Linked DNA regions of Mus musculus: region 1 is linked to region 2. Evidence: chromatin contacts called from public HiChIP or PLAC-seq data. All regions are on one chromosome and are shown on one strand. Each heading gives the region's core, a stretch centred on a gene start, on an enhancer-like site or on the middle of the called end of the contact. The rest is flanking DNA. Distances are from core to core; before and after follow the strand shown. Region 1 overlaps Ttll7 (tubulin tyrosine ligase-like family, member 7). Region 2 holds the start of Ssx2ip (synovial sarcoma, X 2 interacting protein).

Region 1 (3,446 bases), core at 780-3,279, 540 kb before region 2:
TCTTTGTTCCTGCTCCCCGCTCTGCTGACACACTGATTCACAGATATCTGCTGTCACACTACTCACAGATATCTGCTGACACACTACTCACAGATACATGCGGACACACTACTCACAAATATCTTCTGACACACTGATTCACAGATATCTGCTGACACACCACTCACAAATATCTTCTGACACACTGATTCACAGATATCTGCTGACACACTACTCACAAATATCTTCTGACACACTGATTCACAGATCTACTGACACACTGATTCACAGATATCTGCTGACACACTACTCACAAATATCTTCTGACACACTGATTCACAGATATCTGCTGACACACCACTCACAAATATCTTCTGACACACTGATTCGCAGATATCTGCTGACACACTACTCACAGATATCTGCTGACACACGGTCCTAAACCTTGTCTAACATATAATAGGTGCACAGTGTTTGTTGAAGAAATAAGCAAATAAATGTTCATATGTAAACTTGTTCTGAACTTAAATAAACATTTTAGCTTAACGAACATATAAATGGCCAAGTGATCTTCATGTGCTACTCACTTTCCGTTGTTTTACAGAGTCCAATTTTATGAGCCAATATGAAGCCACTTTTGTTTTATAATGCTTCCAGTTATCCATGATCTATTGGGGGAGAGAAGTTAACAAATTTAGGCTAGAATGCTCACAGAGAATAGTGAATGACCCTGTTATCCATGACTGTATTCATCCGTGCAGTGACAGCACTATGAGAGCACTACTTATAATAACAATTCTACCATTCATAGAAAGATACCTGCAGAGATTTAGACAAGTCAGAGGTTCTAAACCTGAGCCCATTTCTTTCTCTCCAGTAAGAGTAATATCACTCAGAGAGTAAAAGCCAGAAATCCTTGGATACACACATTTTAGGTAGGACTCCAACACAGATTTTTCTATCTTTACTCACAGGGCTGTGTTACCCACATAGTGATAGAATATTGAACAATACATTCAAAGTCAGCCTATATTCAATTAGAGTTCTACTAGCCCTTTGTTTTGTATTACCTACAGAATTCTACAGAATTCCTCAGTATACACCCTAGTAATGGATACTGTAGCAAGCATTCAAGTCTGGAACACAGCAGAAATACAGCAAAGAATCTAATGCCTGACATTAATTATTAATTACGTTTCATTGATTGTATAAGCCTAACAATCTTCTTTATGGAAGAATCGCAATAGCCACATACATTAGTGTCTCTCTCTCTCGTTTTCTAATTAAAAACAGCAGACCTCAGTGGAACCAAGGTGATCGCTCAGTGGCTAAGAGCACTCGTTCCTCTTGTAGGGAACCTGGGTACAATCCCTAGCACCCACTTGGCCACACATAGTCTATGACTCCTGTCCTAGGGGCTGTGATGCCGTCCTTGACCTCTGAGCAGCGGGCACACATGTGGTGCACATACACACACGGAGGCAAATATTCAATAAAAGAAATAAATTCGAGAAGAAAATATCAGATCATAAAAGACAGACAAAAATGATGTGCCTGCTTCAAAGTTACTGGCTTTTCTTAGAAATAAACATTATCAAAGTGAGTGGAAACATTTCCAGGCTGGCGATGAAGCTCGTTGGCCAAAGATGCTTGCTGCCAAGTGTAACCTTCTTCTAATCCCTGGGACCAACACACATAAACACACTAAATAAAAAAAAATGTAAAACATATCTATCACAATGCCTTATAAAATTTTCAATTTTCTTTTGTTGTAACAAGCTCCCTGACAAACAGCATCTAACTTTCACTTTTGAAAAAAAAAACAAAAAACAAAACAAAACTTAGCACAAAATTCAAAAGACTTGGATACTTAACGATAATTCTCTAATAACAATAATATGATGCCGTTGCAGATTTTTGCAGCAAGAAATCTTTCTCTTGTTTCGTTATTTCTATGCACTTGTTTCATATCATTGGATGAACAATAAGAGGACCCAGTGAGAGCTTTGGTTCTTATTCTACATATGACCACTAGATGGCGCCTTGTCTTCTGGGGAAAAGAAAATCACAAGCCACCAACCCGACCCTCAAAACGTTCTGTGGCCGATGGATGACCTAACTGTGGGCATTTATAAAGCGTGTTGGGCGGATAAGAGAAACCTTGAGTGAAGAAATGTTCTTCCATCAAACCATTCCCGTGACCTTGGATTTCTTTTTAAGAGAGGAGCAAGTCCTGACTGCGGAGCGTTTGAACATCTGCCACCCAAACGCTCCACTAGGTGGCGGGCGTGAAAATAACTCATCCAGGCTGTTTCAAAACGTGATTTTCCAGGCATCACCTGTAATTCATCTTGACATTTTATACCAAGGCGCTATTTTCATCCTGTCTCTTTTCATCTTAAGCTCTTCAACTTAGTTTTTAAATAGAAGAGTTTACCCTGATATTTCTTTGATCATGAAGAACAGTTATTATTTGATGCTAATTATTCTTACTTGAAAGCCTTATTATATGATAAAATGTTCCTAATAACTAAAATGAATTCTTTTACTTTGTAAAGTTTCTGGGGGCTAAAAGCAATATCAATTACATTTCCTATTCAATCAATTATAATTTGATCAGAAAATACATTTTTTGTATGTGTGTAGATGTATAGGAGGCATGTGTGCATGTACATATGTGTACAATGCACATATATGCTGGTGTTTATGTGTGTGCACATGTGTGTGCATGCATGCCTGTGGAGGTCAGAGGTCAGGCTTGAATGACGTTTCCCTGGGAGCTGCGGCTCACCTCTGGGAACTCTCAGGAGTCTTCCTTCCTCTGCCTTTCCAGTACTGAGGTCACAGCTGCAGGCCACCATGCCAGCTCTTTATGTAAGTTCTGAGGACCCAGCCTAAGACCATGCTGGCTCAGGAAGGGTTTTACCAACAGATCTATCTCCCTGGTCCCAGGCAATACATTTTAATGCTCTCAGAAGAGTAGACAGATGCTCTTTGGATTTTATACAAATACTCACATCTTCTATCAGGAGCTCCGACTCTGCGTCTGACTTCCCCGGAAAGCGGATTCTCATGTCCTTGAGGACAAACAAGGTCTGACTGGTGAGGTCGTCTTCCTGCTCTTTGGTTTTCAATTGCCGCAAAGACTCGTTCTTAAATTTGAAAGAATACAGACACATGGAGGGGGTCTTATTCCACTGTACCAGTATAATGTGAAAGATAGTTTCAGGTAAAAGGGACACATTGTTAATTTTTTAAGTGGACATTTATTTGCGAATGTTTAACATTAAAATGGTTATTATTTGTAAGAATGTCTTTTGTATTTTCTCCTGGTTGTATTTTATCTTGCTCGGGATATAAACATTACCTATGAGTAATTCAAAAGGACTTCCTAATTTGTTTCACTTGCCACCGATTCTTGGATTGGATAGTAAGATCAGTCATCATTATGAAGGGAGTGAATTCAG
Region 2 (3,893 bases), core at 1,270-3,769:
GGACACAACTGAAAGGCCTTCTTTCCTAAAGCCCGCCCACATTTGCATTTCTCCCCTTCTCCACACAAAACCTCCTAAAGTACAAAATGTTCAGAGCAACACATCTTTTTGTCCTTGGGCCTGGCAAGTAGCAGCTGAGTGTCTGACAATAAATGCTTACTGAAAGAATAGATTTATTAACAAACAACAAATCTGTTCCTACACAAAATATTGGACCAGCATCACATGGTATCAATCTAGGTTTTTCCATTACTAATAATGGATGGTGTGTTTCTCTACTGTCTCATTCTATAGGCTCATGGCTTTAAGGTAAGATGTACGCTCACAACCACCTAACCATAATTGCCCAAGACACACAACAGACTCACACAGCCTCGTTATGAACTAATGGCTAAGCCAACAAGGTGAGTCCACAGCTACTGTAAAAGATACAGGAAGCTAACACTAAAAATCACTTTTGAAACTGAGCCTAGAAACCTATAAGCCCAGCTTCTGGGAGGCTGAAGCAGGAGAACTGCAAGTTCAAGGACTGCTTGGGCAAGCTAGTAACAAGGCAGCCTTGCCTCAGAATCAAGGCGCACCGGGTTTCACTGCTCAGCAACAGAACCCTAGCCTTGCATGTGCATGGCCCGGCTTGGTCTGGTTCCCCAAGGAACGTGTGAGGTCGTTCAGAATGAAAGGTGTTTGTTTTTTATGAAGATCTGTATGTTGTTCTACTTTGTCTGGGACTCCTAAACTCACGCGTATCCCCTACCTTAGCCTCCCAGGGAGCTGGGATAAAGACAGGAGCAGTGTGTGTGTGTGGGAGGGGGGGGGGCTTACTGCTCCAATGTAAACATGATTCAAGTCCCTGTGGAAAAGTGTTTTCTAGGCGCTCTCTCCCCCCCCTCTCTCTAGCTGAATGCTAAGTGAGGGCACTTTCACAAAATCTGTATCCTAACCGGTTTGGGCCGACAAGCTGGTTTGTCCAGTTTTCCCATTTTAAGAGAGCCCAAGTACATAATTTGACTGGGCTGGGTTGGAGGCCTTCTGGGCTAACATGAACAGTTAACTTTTCCATGGTGCGTACACCTGCCTGAGCAAGCCTAGGATGCTGTGGACTTAACAAGTCTTGTCACAAGGCTCAAGTGTGTCATGGATCGAGTTTCACATTTCATCCTGGAGTGGCCCGGCCCCAGCAGTTATCTCCAAGCTGCTGTGGCCCTGTTACTTAATCCCTGGACCTATTATCTTCCCTGTACAGATGGAGAACAAGAAGGAAAGGAAGGGTGTAAAATGACAGGCTGTAGGGGCCCCAACAGTTACCAAAGAAAACGCCCCGGTTTGAATTCTATCCATTCCTAATCCTCTCAGAGAGCCACTTTGTACGAGGAACTTCTGTGCACACCGGGCAGGACAAAGTGTCGACTGGGAGCACAGCTTTTCTTGTTTAGTTTGAATGAACACTCTAAGCTTCGTGGGCCCACAGGCTCTTGGGGAGTAAGGAGATTGGATGGCTTAAGTTTTGCTAGCTGGATCGACGGTTTTGAATTTTATCCAGCCTCGTAAATGTGTCACGTCATATACAGACCTTTCCGTTCAAGATCAAATTTGGGACTAGAAAGGTTTTCCTCCGGAACCTTGCGGGCTCCATGGTAGCACTATTTTCAGCTAACTCCAGGCCTGGACTCTAAACTGAATTGAAGCAAATATCAAATCCAGAAGGCTCTCATCCTTGGGCTCCACCTTTCATCCAGCCTGGATTCTAGAAGAAACTCCCGGCTCTCACAACTGCATCGGCGTGGCTGGTTATGAATCTGACACGCAGGACTAAGGAGCCTGAACTGTGGGTATTAATGTAAAGATTCCTCTACTGGTGCTGATGGGGAATTATTGGGCAAGTTTTATTTCCTGGGCCCAGGTGACTTGCATAACCCAGCAATCTGCACCAGGAGAAATATGTGCTGACCCGGACAGAGCTCACCATTTACGCACTCTACACCACTGGAAAATCCGGGGCCAAATAATTTCTCAAACAAGCCTGCCCCTGCGATGATGTAAGTTCTTCCCCTAAACGTGGGGCTGGACCACTATGAGCCACCTACCCCTGCAGCAGCGGCAGACCTCACTCGCTAAGTCCTGCGGCAGCCTCGGAGGACTCGCCAAGCCCGCGCGGTCGGGCCAAAGGGACCCCGCGCGCGCCCGCGCCGCATCCCGAAAGGGCGCGGGGCCCCCCCAGCACCTACCTCGCACTTTCCGCTGCAGGCGGCGGGCAGCAACGCTCTCCAACCGCTGCAACGGCCGCGACGAGCCCGCCCAGAGTCGGCCCCGGTGCCTGCGTCCACGTCCAGCCCGGTGCCCTCCTCCCCGCCTGCGCGTCACAATCCCGCCGCTCACCGTCACGGCTCCGGGAGCGGCTCACGCCTCCCGCAGCCCGCGGGCCCGCACCCGCGGCGGCACGCAGCGGCTCCGCGCAGCCTCCAGCCCGCCCGGTCCGCCCGGCCCGCCTCTCGCCGCTTTCCTCGGCGGGCGCCCATCCCACCCCGCCCCGCGCTGGCGCCGCCCATTGGCTCCGCCGGTTGCCAGGCGACGAACAACCGCGGCCCGCATTGGTCCAGCGAGGACTAGCCTCCGACAACCCCCAGCAGACGCCAAGCCGCTCTCCCCCGCGCAGCTGCGGCTACCGCACCTGTTACACCCGGGGTCACCCGGCCGCTGCTCCCCGCCCCCAGCTCTCCACGGGGACAAGAGGAGGGTCCTAGCCGCTTTAGAGCCGGGCCTCTGAGGCCACCCCTGAACCCCAATGCTCTCTGGAGAACCAGGTGCGCTCCCCAGAACGGAGAGACACCGGGGCATTCCAGAATTAGGTCAGGCCCTGGAGAAGGAAGGTAGTGGCCTCTGGAATCAATGCGCCAATGCACAGAAATCCGTGTAAAACCAGGGCCAGGGTAGTGCGCGTGAAACCCCGAGTTCATTCCTCAGGACTGCACAGAACGCATGTGAGGGTCTGTGATCCGGCAGAATTGAAGTACAAGGTCATTGGCAGCTTGAGGCTAGCCTGGGCGTTATGAGAGAAGCTCAAGTAGTGAATAAAACAAACTAAGGCAAAGGAAGGGACCTAGGGAGGAGACAGCTGGAAAGGGAAACTAAGAAAAGGTACTTGTGAACTAGACCTTGATGAAAAACTCCCTAGGCCCTCTCCATGAGTGCCAAGAAAATGTAGGACAGTGGCAATTGGCCAAATCCACTTGCCTCTCCCTACTATTTTCACCTAAAGTTCCCCTGGGAAAGGAAAATGGAGAAACCTTAGTAAAGGGTAGGGTGGTGGGGTTCTAGCAAGCTGTTTACTCAAGAGGAAAAAAAAAAAGAGGTTTGGGGTTAAGTGGCTCCTGTGAGAACAAAACATCGTAAAAGGAACACAAGAAATACACCACTGCCACAGAAGAACAAGACAGAGAGGAACAAGGACTACACATGCCCACAGTGCTAGGTAGAAGATCAGAGTGCAGAAATGAACAATGGATTTGAAGGAGATTGGATGCTAAATACAGGTAGCAAGGATACATCATTACAAAGGCGCTTTGGAGCACAGTGCCAGTGAGAAATTACTGCCAATGACTGTCTTACTCTCGAAGTTAGACCATTAGTGGGGTGAGGTTGCTCCCTCTGCATCCGAGGGGGTGTTCTGAAAGTTCCCTTGTCCACTCTCCAAAACACTCCTTTTCCTCTCTCAAGAAACATCTTAACGTGGCATTTATTCTTTAAATGCTGAGTCCGGCTTGGCCGTGCAAGGGACAGCATGGTATGGTCCCACCCCTGGAACAGAGAGAGCAGGGCACGGGCCTCCATGAATGTTCAATGGCTGCTGTGGGCATAAGGCTTGTTTGTATAATAATGTACATATTCTATGTTCC

Evidence for each region. HiChIP or PLAC-seq counts read pairs in DNA pulled down with a chosen protein or histone mark.
Region 1: an H3K4me3 HiChIP or PLAC-seq map of embryonic forebrain shows a contact between it and region 2, with 4 times the contacts expected there. The contact joins the enhancer-like site here to the promoter of Ssx2ip in region 2. A contact is called at or near these places in 17 of 39 promoter capture datasets (the 3T3-L1 cell line, 3T3-L1-derived adipocytes, the C10 cell line and 11 more) and 2 of 115 datasets of contacts at active chromatin or transcription factors (embryonic forebrain and forebrain).

The regions. Positions count from the first base shown.
Region 1 is chr3:146,944,779-146,948,224 of GRCm38.p6, reverse strand. Ttll7 (tubulin tyrosine ligase-like family, member 7) reads right to left here. Exons shown (of 21, transcript NM_001357217.1): 17 at 2,997-3,131; 18 at 567-647. Among named protein-coding and RNA genes, the nearest start is that of Ttll7, 94 kb to the right of the region's middle. Within about 2 kb of position 2,029, at least 48 of the 459 cell types and tissues checked have an H3K27ac peak or open chromatin away from gene starts, as enhancers often do. A contact at or near this core is called in embryonic forebrain, where this site is marked.
Region 2 is chr3:146,403,268-146,407,160 of GRCm38.p6, reverse strand. It overlaps Ssx2ip (synovial sarcoma, X 2 interacting protein), which reads right to left and starts at 2,519. Exons shown (of 14, transcript NM_001355661.1): 1 at 2,226-2,519.